Linked DNA regions of Capra hircus: region 1 is linked to region 2. Evidence: chromatin contacts called from public Hi-C data. All regions are on one chromosome and are shown on one strand. Each heading gives the region's core, a stretch centred on a gene start, on an enhancer-like site or on the middle of the called end of the contact. The rest is flanking DNA. Distances are from core to core; before and after follow the strand shown.

The links. Hi-C and Micro-C count contacts between places; a contact is called where the count stands out from the background.
Region 1: a Hi-C map of liver shows a contact between it and region 2, with 7 times the contacts expected there. The contact joins two enhancer-like sites. A contact is called at or near these places in 2 of 5 Hi-C or Micro-C datasets (blood and liver).

Annotation. Positions count from the first base shown.
Region 1 is chr11:6,069,223-6,074,707 of ARS1.2, forward strand. No RefSeq gene overlaps it. Among named protein-coding and RNA genes, the nearest start is that of CNOT11, 15 kb to the right of the region's middle. Within about 2 kb of position 1,754, at least 1 of the 5 cell types and tissues checked has an H3K27ac peak or open chromatin away from gene starts, as enhancers often do.
Region 2 is chr11:5,906,112-5,911,721 of ARS1.2, forward strand. TBC1D8 (TBC1 domain family member 8) reads right to left here. Exons shown (of 20, transcript XM_018054925.1): 19 at 5,207-5,304; 20 at 3,171-4,129. The coding sequence ends at 3,662. It overlaps RPL31 (60S ribosomal protein L31), which reads left to right. Exons shown (of 5, transcript XM_005701764.3): 3 at 884-1,009; 4 at 2,094-2,206; 5 at 2,483-2,547. The coding sequence ends at 2,514. Among named protein-coding and RNA genes, the nearest start is that of RPL31, 5.4 kb to the left of the region's middle. Within about 2 kb of position 3,915, at least 2 of the 5 cell types and tissues checked have an H3K27ac peak or open chromatin away from gene starts, as enhancers often do.

The sequences.
Region 1 (5,485 bases), core at 504-3,003, 160 kb after region 2:
TCCTGTAGCCGCACCCCCTGGGACATGTGGTCTCCAAAGGAGCCAAGGAAGAGAGAATGTGGGAGCCTGGGTGGGAGAGGCCTATGGGCTGGATCTAAACGTCCCCCACATCCGTTTGTCCAGGAAGATTCCATTTCTCAAGATGTGCTGTGGTCTCCCTGTGCACGCAGGAGGAAAGGTGCAGTGCTGGCCGCACACTGCCCTGGACACTGCTTGACTGGTCCTCCTGATCGCAGCATGATCATCCGCGTTGGCTGGGGGCCCCAATCTGAAGAAGCCCCAAGCGCACCTTGACCTTCACTCCTGACCCGGCTCCATCCCCCTCTGAGCCCAGCCCTCTTCGTGCAGCCAGCAAGAGCATTACCTACCCCCTGCCCTGCACTTCTAGCACCATCAGTCATGTGTACTTCTGGGAAAAAATGAGGAACATTTGGAAGATCGGATACCAAAAACATCTTACGTTTTTATTTCATCAGGAACCACATCTGACAGGAGCCGTGGAGCCGATGACTAGAAGTCTCCAGTGAAAACCAGGTCAGCACAGGACATCCCTGGTAGTCCAGTGGTTGGGCTCTGCACTTGTAATGCAGCGGGTGTGGATCCCATCCCTGGTTAGGGAGCCAAGATCCCACATGCTGTGTAGCCCAGCCAAAAAAACCCAAAAAACCAAAACCAGGTCAGCATCCAGCTCAGAAACAGACCAGACCAGGTCCTGAAAAGCTGATGCATCTGCTGGATAAACATCCGCACCTACAGCTATTATGACTGAGAGCCTGGACATACGATAAAAATGAGGAAACGGAATGGAGGTGATGCTACCGGTAAATATTTGATGTTTTCCCAGAAAGAAAACCGGGTCTTGGTGTGGCATCAGACATCCTGAGCTCTGTGGTCCAAGGACAAAAATAGTCTGAAAGACATGTTAATATTTTATACCAAAAAAAATCAATAACTCCTTCCTGAGCCCATACAATGCTATTATGCTTCATTAAAGTGTATTTAAAGCTTTTCCAGCATCGAGTGGTGTTGCAAAGGCAAGTAACAATTGCTGGATATGAGGCCCTGAAAAAGGAAGCCAGGAATAAGCGATGAACTGACTTAGAAAGATGCTGTGCGTGCAGAGCACCTGAAGTGCTTGGGAGGGCCTCCTGATGTCTGTCCATCTACTGATCTGAGGCTGCGCAGCCTGCCCAGTGCCCCACACTGCAGCGAAGACCAGCCTGGGTCCTGCCTGCCAGTGGGGTTTGTTGAGGGAAACCCCAATGGTCCTCAGCACCCAGATGGGAGGCAAAGCTTGCCTTCACGCGGTGTGGTAACTGGTGAAGGGGGCTTCCCAGGTGGCTCAGTGGTAAAGAATCCACCCTGCCAATGCAGGAGACGTGGGTTCGATCCCTGGGTTGGGAAGATCTCCTGGAGAAGGGCATGGCAACCTACTCCAGTATTCTTGTCCGGAGAATTTCCTGGACAGAGAGGAGACTGGCGGCTTACAGTCCATGGGGTTACAAAGAGTCAGACACGACTGAGCGACTAAACAACGACAACCAGCGAAGAGCATTCGCTTGGGAGCCAAAATCTGGTTCTCCAGCTGTGTGACCCTGTGCAAGTCACCTGTCTCCCCCAGCCGCGCCCCATTTCCCCATTCCTCCCCGGACACCCTACCCGCACCCCCGCCAAGGCTGCTTCCTCCGCTGGGCCCGGAAGGCGGGGCCCGCTAAGCCCAGTGCAAGGTGGGGGCTCCGCGTGGTCGCCACCCTGTCGGCCCCTCTTTCCTACTGAGGATCCCCACCCGACTCTGTCCGTCCTCGCGGCGCTGCGCTCCAGCCAGGGCGTCAGCAGCGGGCGCTGTTTCTCTCGGGTCTGCACCTCCGAGCCTCCCCGCAGCGGCTTCCTCTTTCTTCTCCAGGGCTCCGCCCACTCACCTGGGAGCGAGAAGCATCTCGTTTGCCAGTCACCTGAGCGGCTGGCGCGATGAAGCACAGGCGTGCGTGTGGGTGTGATCAGAGTTTCTGGCCTCAAGCTCACAAAGTACCAAGGGCTGTTGCTCATTACTCATGTAACAGGGGGTCCCAGAGCTAACAGAGAGCTGGTGATGGGTATTGTGCTCAGGATTATCAGAAAGCAGAGAAAACACGTACACCAGGGCGCTGGTTAGCGCCAGCAGCGGTCTGTCTACAGCAGAGACCAGCCCCAGGGCAGAAGGTGGACCTTCCGTAGCTTCTTTTTCCTCCTACAAGTATTTCCCAAATAGCCCCTTAATTGTTGCAGATAATCGCGGTTTCCTCGCCAGAGGCTAAGCAGTCTGTTCCAGAGTGTCTGCTCAAGCGACCTGATAATTCCCTATCACTGCGTAGGTAAACCAGGAGGATGCTTTTGGGGTTCAAAACATAATATTGTAACCCAGTTTGGTTTGGCTGCCACCCGACATACACCCTGAGGCCAAGGTTGTAGAACTGTACCTTGTAAAACCCCCAAACCCACTGGAAAACATCTGCAAATAATGTGGGTAAAGTTTCAAGGAAGAGAGAAGGCAAAGGTTCACTCACACCGGAAAACATCAGAAAAATGCGCTGTAACATCTCTCACCCAAAGTTCCACTTCTTAAGGAGATGGTGCATCTCCTCTGTCCGGCCCTGCCTCCTCTGCTCCCCCCTCTCCCCCACCCCCTTCAGCCTCCCTATCCCTTTCTGCACACTCCTTGCTCCCTGCCACCCAGCCCCACTCAGGATCTCTCTACACCCTCTGCTCATCTGTATCCAATCCACAACTCTGCTCAGAAAAACATACATCTACTACCATGTGTAGAGTAGACAGCTAGTGGAAAGCGGCTTTATTGCACAGGGAATTCAGCTCAGTTCTCTGATGACCTAGAGGGAGGGGATGGGGAGGGGGAGAGAGCTCCCAGAGGGAGGGGTTCTGTGTATGCAAAGCTGATTCATTTTGTTGTACAGCAGAAACTAACACAATACCGTAGTAAAGAAAGTATATTCCAATTTTTAAGAAATTAAATTTTAAAAAAGCAAAAAGCAAAGCTTCTACCTTGGGGCTACACCCACAGCAAAGCATAAAAGGAAAAATAGATCAAGAAGTGACATTTTCTAGTCATAAGGTAGAGGTAAATTCATCTTTAACAGTTTTTTTTGTTTTTAATAGGCTAAGATCTATTTTTCTCCTTTCTGGTAGAAAGCAGCAAGACGTGAAACTCTCCTGTCTGGTTAGGAAAATATAATTTACTTACTGTTTACTGGAGAAAATATTCTCAGAATGTCTAAAGTGAAATTTAGTTTTTAACTTTGCTTTGAGCTAAGTAGCCTAGCAAAGAAAAACAGAGGAGTTGAATTTTATGGATGATAGGCTCAGCTGGTAAAGAATCCGCCTGCAGTGTTGGAGACCTGGGTTTCATCCCTGGGTTGGGAAGATCCCCTGGAGAAGGGAAAGGATACCCACTCCAGTATTCTGGCCTAGAGAATTCCATGGACTGTATAGTCCATGGGGTCGCAAAAAGTTGGATACAACTGAGCGACTTCCACTCACATTTTCTTAAGGCTCCCATTTAATTTATTTATTTTTAAAATTATTTTAATTGTAGGCTAATTACTGTACAATATTGTAGTGGGTTTTGCCATACATTGACATGAATCAGCCATGGGTGTATTTAAAATGCACATAGGGGTCCCTGGTGGTCCAATAGTTAAAACTCCGTGCTGCTAAGTGGGGGGACATGATTTCAATCCCTGGTCAGGAACTAAGATCCACATGACACTTGATCAAAAGATTAAAAAAGAAAAACACAACTATCCAAATGTACAGAATTCAGAACTATAATAATTATAGAGGGTATTTTTGTTTAGAGCTAAACTCTGACAGTTCTCCCTGGATCTTGGCGAGCAAGGCTCTGACTACCTTTGTTTTGGGTCATCTTTCTAAGAATCTGAGTATGATGAACAGTGAAGGGAAAGGGTTCAGTTCAGTTCAGTTCAGTCTCTCAGTCGTGTCCGACTCTTTGCGACCCCATGAATCACAGCACGCCAGGCCTCCCTGTCCATCACCAACTCCCGGAGTTCACTCAGATTCACCTCCATCGAGTCAGTGATGCCATCCAGCCATCTCATCCTCTGTCGTCCCCTTCTCCTCCTGCCCCCAATCCCTCCCAGCATTAGAGTCTTTTCCAATGAGTCAGCTCTTCGCATGAGGTGGCCAAAGTACTGGAGTTTCAGCTTTAGCATCATTCCTTCCAAAGAAATCCCAGGGTTGATCTCCTTCAGAATGGACTGGTTGGATCTGCTTGCAGTCCAAGGGACTCTCAAGAGTCTTCTCCAACACCACAGTTCAAAAGCATCAATTCTTCGGCGCTCAGCTTTCTTCACAGTCCAACTCTCACATCCATACATGACCACAGGAAAAACCATAGCCTTGACTAGATGGACCTTAGTCAGCAAAGTAATGTCTCTGATTTTGAATATGCTATCTAGGTTGGTCATAACTTTTCTTCCAAGGAGTAAGCGTCTTTTAATTTCATGGCTGCAGGGTAGGTGTGACTAAAGCTGCCCTCTCTATCATAAAGGTCAGATAGGCTTGTTGTCTGTTATAAAAGCCCTGGTTCCATGAGCTCAGGGATCTCCTGTGCAGTGTCATTACTGAGGTGCAGGGCTCACCTGGCCATCTCTGTGTGGCCCTGGGAGCTGGGGCCCTGGGAACCAGCACCGATGCTGCTGCTATTTCTGTAAGTAATGATCCATCCTCCAGTTCTGACCCAGGAGTCCCCTTTTCCACCAGAGCCATGAAACAGTGGTGGCTTCCTTGTAAGGCAAAATCTCTGCTCTTGATCGGGTGATGCTCTCCCAGGGGTCCTTGGGTAAACACAGTTCGGGGTTCTCCAGGCTCAGTAGCTTGGATATGCTGCGTCTGAGGTCCGCTCCCACCTGGACTCAGGGACAGGGTCTCTGCCAGACATACAATCAGGGATGGGCCAGCTTCAGGTTGCACTCAGAGCTGCTGTCAGGAAATTTGATGGACATTAACACTGCTTTCTGGAGAAGGCAATGGCACCCCACTCCAGTACTCTTGCCTGGAAAATCCCATGGACGGAGGAGCCTGGTGGGCTGCAGTCCATGGGGTCAATAAGAATTGGACATGCCTGAGCGACTTCACTTTCACTTTTCACTTTCCTGCATTGGAGAAGGAAATGGCAACCCACTCCAGTGTTCTTGCCTGGAGAATCCCAGGGACGGGCGAGCCCGGTGGGCTGCCGTCTATGGGGTCACACAGAGTCGGACACGACTGAAGCGACTCAGCAGCAGCAGCAGCAGCGGCAGCACGCAGCAGCAGCACTGCTTCATTTGCTGCGTTGCTAAGGCCAGCGGACGGGTCTCTATGGTATTTGGTACTTTCATCTGTTAAAAGGAATTCTGTGACTTAAACTTCCTCTACCTGGAGACAGTCATGCCCATCATTGTCTGCAGATGAGTTAGCGTGGGGAGGACCTTCA
Region 2 (5,610 bases), core at 2,665-5,164:
CTTGTTTGATGGGTTCAAGGAGGCTGGGGAGGGGCCGGATATGGTAACTGATATGGCTCTTCTGACATTCACAGTCTGTTTAACTTTTGGTCTCTGCCCCCACTTGGAATAGCTTTCACTTAACCAACTGCTTGATCATTTCAGCCATTAATAGAGTTCTGCTTTCTCACATTTTGTATTTAACTGAAAGCATGAAATTCAAGCACTGGAGAAGGAAATGGCAACCCACTCCAGCGTTCTTGCCTGGAGAATCCCAGGGACGGGGGAGCCTGGTGGGCTGCCGTCTGTGGGGTCGCACAGAGTCGGACACGACTGAAGTGACTTAGCAGCAGCAGCAGCAAGGAATTTATGTATCCGTATCTAAACAACAGGTTAATAGTGCCTGATACATGCTGAGAAATCCGAAGCGTTAACTGTTGGCCTTTTGTTTTTTTGAGAGGAAATCGGTCCATCTCAAACCCCTTGTCTTTAATCATAGACCAAGTTAATAAGGGACCTTTAAGTTAGTATTGAGTGATTGCCGAAACCTGATGACATAGTGTTTACTTCAGTGCTGTGTGCTTTGTGTTCAAGCATATTCTAACCTCTGATCTCTGTGGCAGATGGTATCAGAGCTTGAGGGTATTTTTGCTTTGTCAGAAAAAGAGAAAGTGTTGTCCAGTGTATATATTAGCATCTTTTAAGGATCATAGAGCCCTTGTTCTGCATTACTGGAAGTAGATTGTGCATAGAAGATTACGATTGTGTAACTGGCAGGCATGACATGGTGGTGAAGGATTACTCCTGTGTTGTTAGAGGTTTAGTTTAGATTTGTTTTATGAAAACTCACTGTATTGTATGTTTAATTTTGTACTCACTTCATTCACTTACTTTTGAATCTCAGGGGTTTCAAGAAGCGTGCCCCTAGGGCACTCAAAGAAATCCGGAAGTTTGCCATGAAGGAGATGGGAACCCCGGATGTGCGCATCGACACCAGGCTCAACAAAGCCGTCTGGGCCAAAGGGATCAGGTACTGAGTTGTCTGGGTGTGAGACAGATTTCACCATTCCACTGAGCTAACATACACGATGTATAAGGAAAAGATCACGTAGCCGTGGCTCAGGGAGTAAGTAGGGTAGCATCTGAGGGGAGGCCTTTTAACCTGGTGTTGAACTGAGGCCTGGAGGAGTCAGCAGTGTGCAGATCAGGTAAGCGCATCACACACACAGAACAAACGTGACCTGGGAACAGTGGTTGGTTAAAGTGGGGTAGACAGTGTGATTTGAGAACAGTGAGTGAGGATGGACTTGGGCAGCAGACAGACCTGGTAGGTCATGGTGTGGAGTCTGGCTTTCTCTAGGCTGAAGAGCAGTGTCCACGGTGGGGGTGGGCTACAGGCCAGAGACTCCTAGCAGTTACACAGTGCACAGAGCGGCCAGGCCTCAGCGGCGCTCAGGCTGCGAAGTCCCGCTTGTAGGCAGATTTGGGGGTTACTATAAAGCACAGTTAAGGGGCCAGGGTAGAAGTGGGGCCGGAGGGTTTGAGACAAGCAGGGTGGGGGCACTGTCTGCATCTGGGTGGTCTTTTAACATTGGGGTTGGATGCAGCGACAGGGACCTGAGTTTTAGCCCTGCAGTGGGCTGTCGTGGCGGGGATTGTCTCATGAAGGAGCTGTCTGTGGCCTCCCTTGAGATGGGGAGAGGGGTGTTCCATGAACTGAGAGAAGTTTCAGGTCAACAAAAGAGTGGGTGCAGTCAGCTGTGATGCTGCTGAGGAGGTTGGTAAGCTAGAAGGAGGATTGTGTGCGTGAGGCCGGGAAACTGAACATTTTAACAGTCGGACATGTTCACCTAGTGCTGCTTGGGATTTAACGTAGCTCCCATAGCCAACATTTATGACATTTTGCTGAGGTCACTGCTTGGCAGTGGTGGCTGCTAGCTGAGACAGGTACATCCCAAGCATGCTCAATCATGTCAAACTTTGTGAGACCCCATGGACCCTTGCCAGGTTCCTCTGTCCATGGGATTCTCCAAGCAAGATTACTGGAGTATTCTGGTATTGGGTTGCCATTTCCACCTCCACATCCCAAGACACCTGTGTTTTCTATTTTTCAGGAATGTCCCATACCGGATCCGTGTGCGGTTGTCCAGAAAACGTAATGAAGATGAAGACTCGCCAAACAAGCTCTATACTTTGGTTACCTACGTGCCCGTCACCACTTTCAAAAGTAAGGTCTACTTCATTTTTTAAATCCTTGGCCCTATTAGAACCTGAGTTCATTCGTTCAGCAAAGTAGGGATGTAAGCAAGAGGCATAGTCAGTAAACCTTTTTTTGGGAAAATGCAAAAGGATACAGAACACGTCTGATTCTGGGTTGGGAAAGGTCATTCAGAATAATCCTTGCCTAAGCCCTCGCAGAGAAGGTTCTTGTGTGAGCGTGGGATCGGGGGGGGGGGGCTGGTGTGTGTGTGTGGAAGGTGACCGGCTGTCGCTTCTTTTGCAGATCTACAGACAGTCAATGTGGATGAGAATTAATTGCTGATGGTCGAATAAAGTCATTGAACTGCCTTTGCATCTTGATTTTCCTTTTCTAGTTGGAGGTAAAGTAGGTTTGTGTATCTTAAAGCATTTCCTAGTTACAGGGTCATCTGGAGAGCATGTCCCAGCTGCCATGCCTGGGCCCCTTCTCCCAGGAGTTTTAAAAGACTAAACTGGTAGGCTTTTGAGGGTTTTAGATTTAATGAAAGAAAGAGGTACAGTTTGTCGTTTTTAGCTCAATTATTTGGTAATCCGATGGGGTGTTTTTACTTCTGATTTGTGCTCAGTTGTTCAGTCCTGTCTGACTACTTGTGACCCCACTGGGCTCCTCTGTGCATGGAATGTTCCAGGCAAGAATACTGGAGTGGGTTGCCATTTCCACATGTAGCTAAAGGTCAGAGGTAACCTTTCTTAAAAGGACAAACAAACATTAGGTTAAATTTAGCCCAAAACCAAGGTGTTGTGGGGATTATGTTTCATCACTGATGTGGATTAAATGGCATAAAGAGGTGCCCTTTTGAAACCCCATTGATGATGGTAGTGGGGTTGGAGACTACCTGGAGTGTATGCTGTGAACATCATTGCCGGGGGGCAGGTCTCCAGGTATCCAGTCCAAACCTTAGACACTGAATAAGATACAGACACAAACCAAGTCAGTACAAAACTTTGTTTTTTAAAAAACTTGGAGGCCAACATTGAAAGCGTGGTTTGTACACATTTTTTGGAAGGACACAAAGTGAATACAACCAAATACATTAACATGGTTTCAATTACCAGCATTGAAACAAAATTAGTGCAAAAAAAGCCAAATACAATTGCACAGATAGTGGCTCTCAAATCTTGAAAGTGAACTCTGTCCCTCCAGTTCAAGTGAAGGATGAGTGCTTGGGCTTCTCTCAACTTGGTTAGTATCACACATCTCTCACTTTTTTAGCTTCCAGCTGCGAACAGAACACTAGCTCTAGCACTGACAGTGTCTAAACAAATGCTGGGTGTTGCATCCGTGACCCGCCCCCCAGACACAGTGTGTACCCAGCTTGTAAAGTCTCACGGTGAGCTAGACAAACCTGGCTTCCTGGGCTCACCACACCCGGGGACCTGGTCTCTGCTTTGGTATGGAGATGGGTCTCAGCCAACCGCTGTCCTACGGGCTGCTCAGCTTGAGCTCAGGCTGTGACTGGCGGCTCATTTCACAAGTCTTGAGGCTGTACTGATTGAGCTTGGCGTTTTCAAGTTTGGATTTAATGTCCAGTGGCTTTTCAAAAAAGTTGACTAGTGACTGTTCAGTCAGAAGTGAGGCTAAAATATGTTCAAGGGAGACGGTCCAGTCCCCTTGGGCCTCCTCAGGAAGTGCCTGGGGCTCCCGAGGACTCTGCCCTGCGTCACTGTCCGCAAACACCAGGTCCTGCTCCGAAGAGGGGGAAGGAGCCGAGGCCTGCAGCTCCTCCCCGCCTTCCTGGGAGCTGCTCCCAGAGCTGCTGCCGCGCTGGCCCACCTCCCCGATCTGCAGCAGCAGCGTGGTTACTGTGGCGATGGCTTGGTACAGGTCATTCTCTTCCGGGTCTTCGTGGAACATACTGTACAAAGTCTTACAGAACTGGATAAACTCTCTCTGGAAATGTGAGGGGGGAAAAGTCTGAATATAACAATATGTTTTTTGTTTTAAAAATTTACACTTGGTTCTCTGGTCAAAACCACATAGTACTTCTTGAAGCAGAAAATAAGAGCTATTCTTGGCCCTTGAAGACTCAGCAAGTCCAGGGGATTTCCACACACCATGTAGACTTAAGCTGTCTTTACAGCAGCTATTAAAAATGTTATACCCTTCAACCCAGGAAAACAGCTTGTGAGAATATATGCAGAAGCTCTGCGTAGAGATGTGTTTTATAGAAAAAGGTTGGAAAAAGCCTAAATGTTAGGACTGAAATAATCTTATTAGACTTGTTAATCTGGTGAAAATACCAACAGTGATGGCTTGTGCGCTCAGGCTACACACACTCCTGCCCAAATTGAGAATCTATGTCACAATAGAGGTGGGACTCCGCCTCAGGGTCACTCTAGGAACAGGAAAATGGTTTGAGCTACTAATTTAGCATTTAAGGTTCAAAAGGAATATCCATGGTAACTGGAGGTACAACTGACACCTGAAATTTAACATTACATCCAGAGAGCAGAATGTTTGAAAGCCACTCAGTTAAGCAACAATGTTTCATGATCAAAAAGAAAAGTGCTAAAATCCCACCCCTGGGGTCTCACAGGAGTACCAGAGGGATTTAAGTCCTATAATAAAGGGAGGTTTTCAATTTGAAGCCATTATCAGTACACTGTAATATGTAGTCAGCGATTTTCAAGAAACTACAGTTTTTATATGAAAAATTCTGTGTCCACAGTCTCCCAAATAGCTTCTAGTGCTCCAGGGAATGAATATGCATCACAACCTGGTAAATGAATTTGATACAGAAACTGAGGATATGAAATGTGTGCTAGCATCCTGTTCTGAAGAGTGGTCAACATTTGAATAGCTAAATGATCACAATTTAAATATTTCCTATTTAAATGTCACAATGTTAAAAATGTCTTAAAGATCCTCTGATTACAGCTTAGGAGGTAAGGCTTAATTAATAAAGCTTACCACTGAACACATCGCTTGGTAAAGTAGTAAATTCTCTGCACTGAATAAAGTCCATACCTGGCTCATTTTGGGCAACTCTTTCTCAGTTTTGTCTTTCTCTTTGGCCAAATCTTTAATCATCTGCTTCAGCTGTTTCTGATAATCAATTGTATCACCTTGAGACAAAGGAAAGAATATAGATTTCAGTCTAAAAAATTAAGAGATACCAAGGGAACATTTCATGCAAAGATGAGCACAATAAAGGGTGGAAATGGTACACATCTAACAGGAGCAAAAGATACTAAGAAGAGGTGGCAAGAATACATGGAAGAACTAGACAAAAAAGAGCTTCACGACCCAGATAACCACGATGGTGTGATCACTCACCTGGAGCCAGACATCCTGGGATGCGAATTCAAGTGGGCCTTAGGAATCATCACTATGAGCAAAGCTAGTGGAGGGGATCGAATTCCAGTTGACCT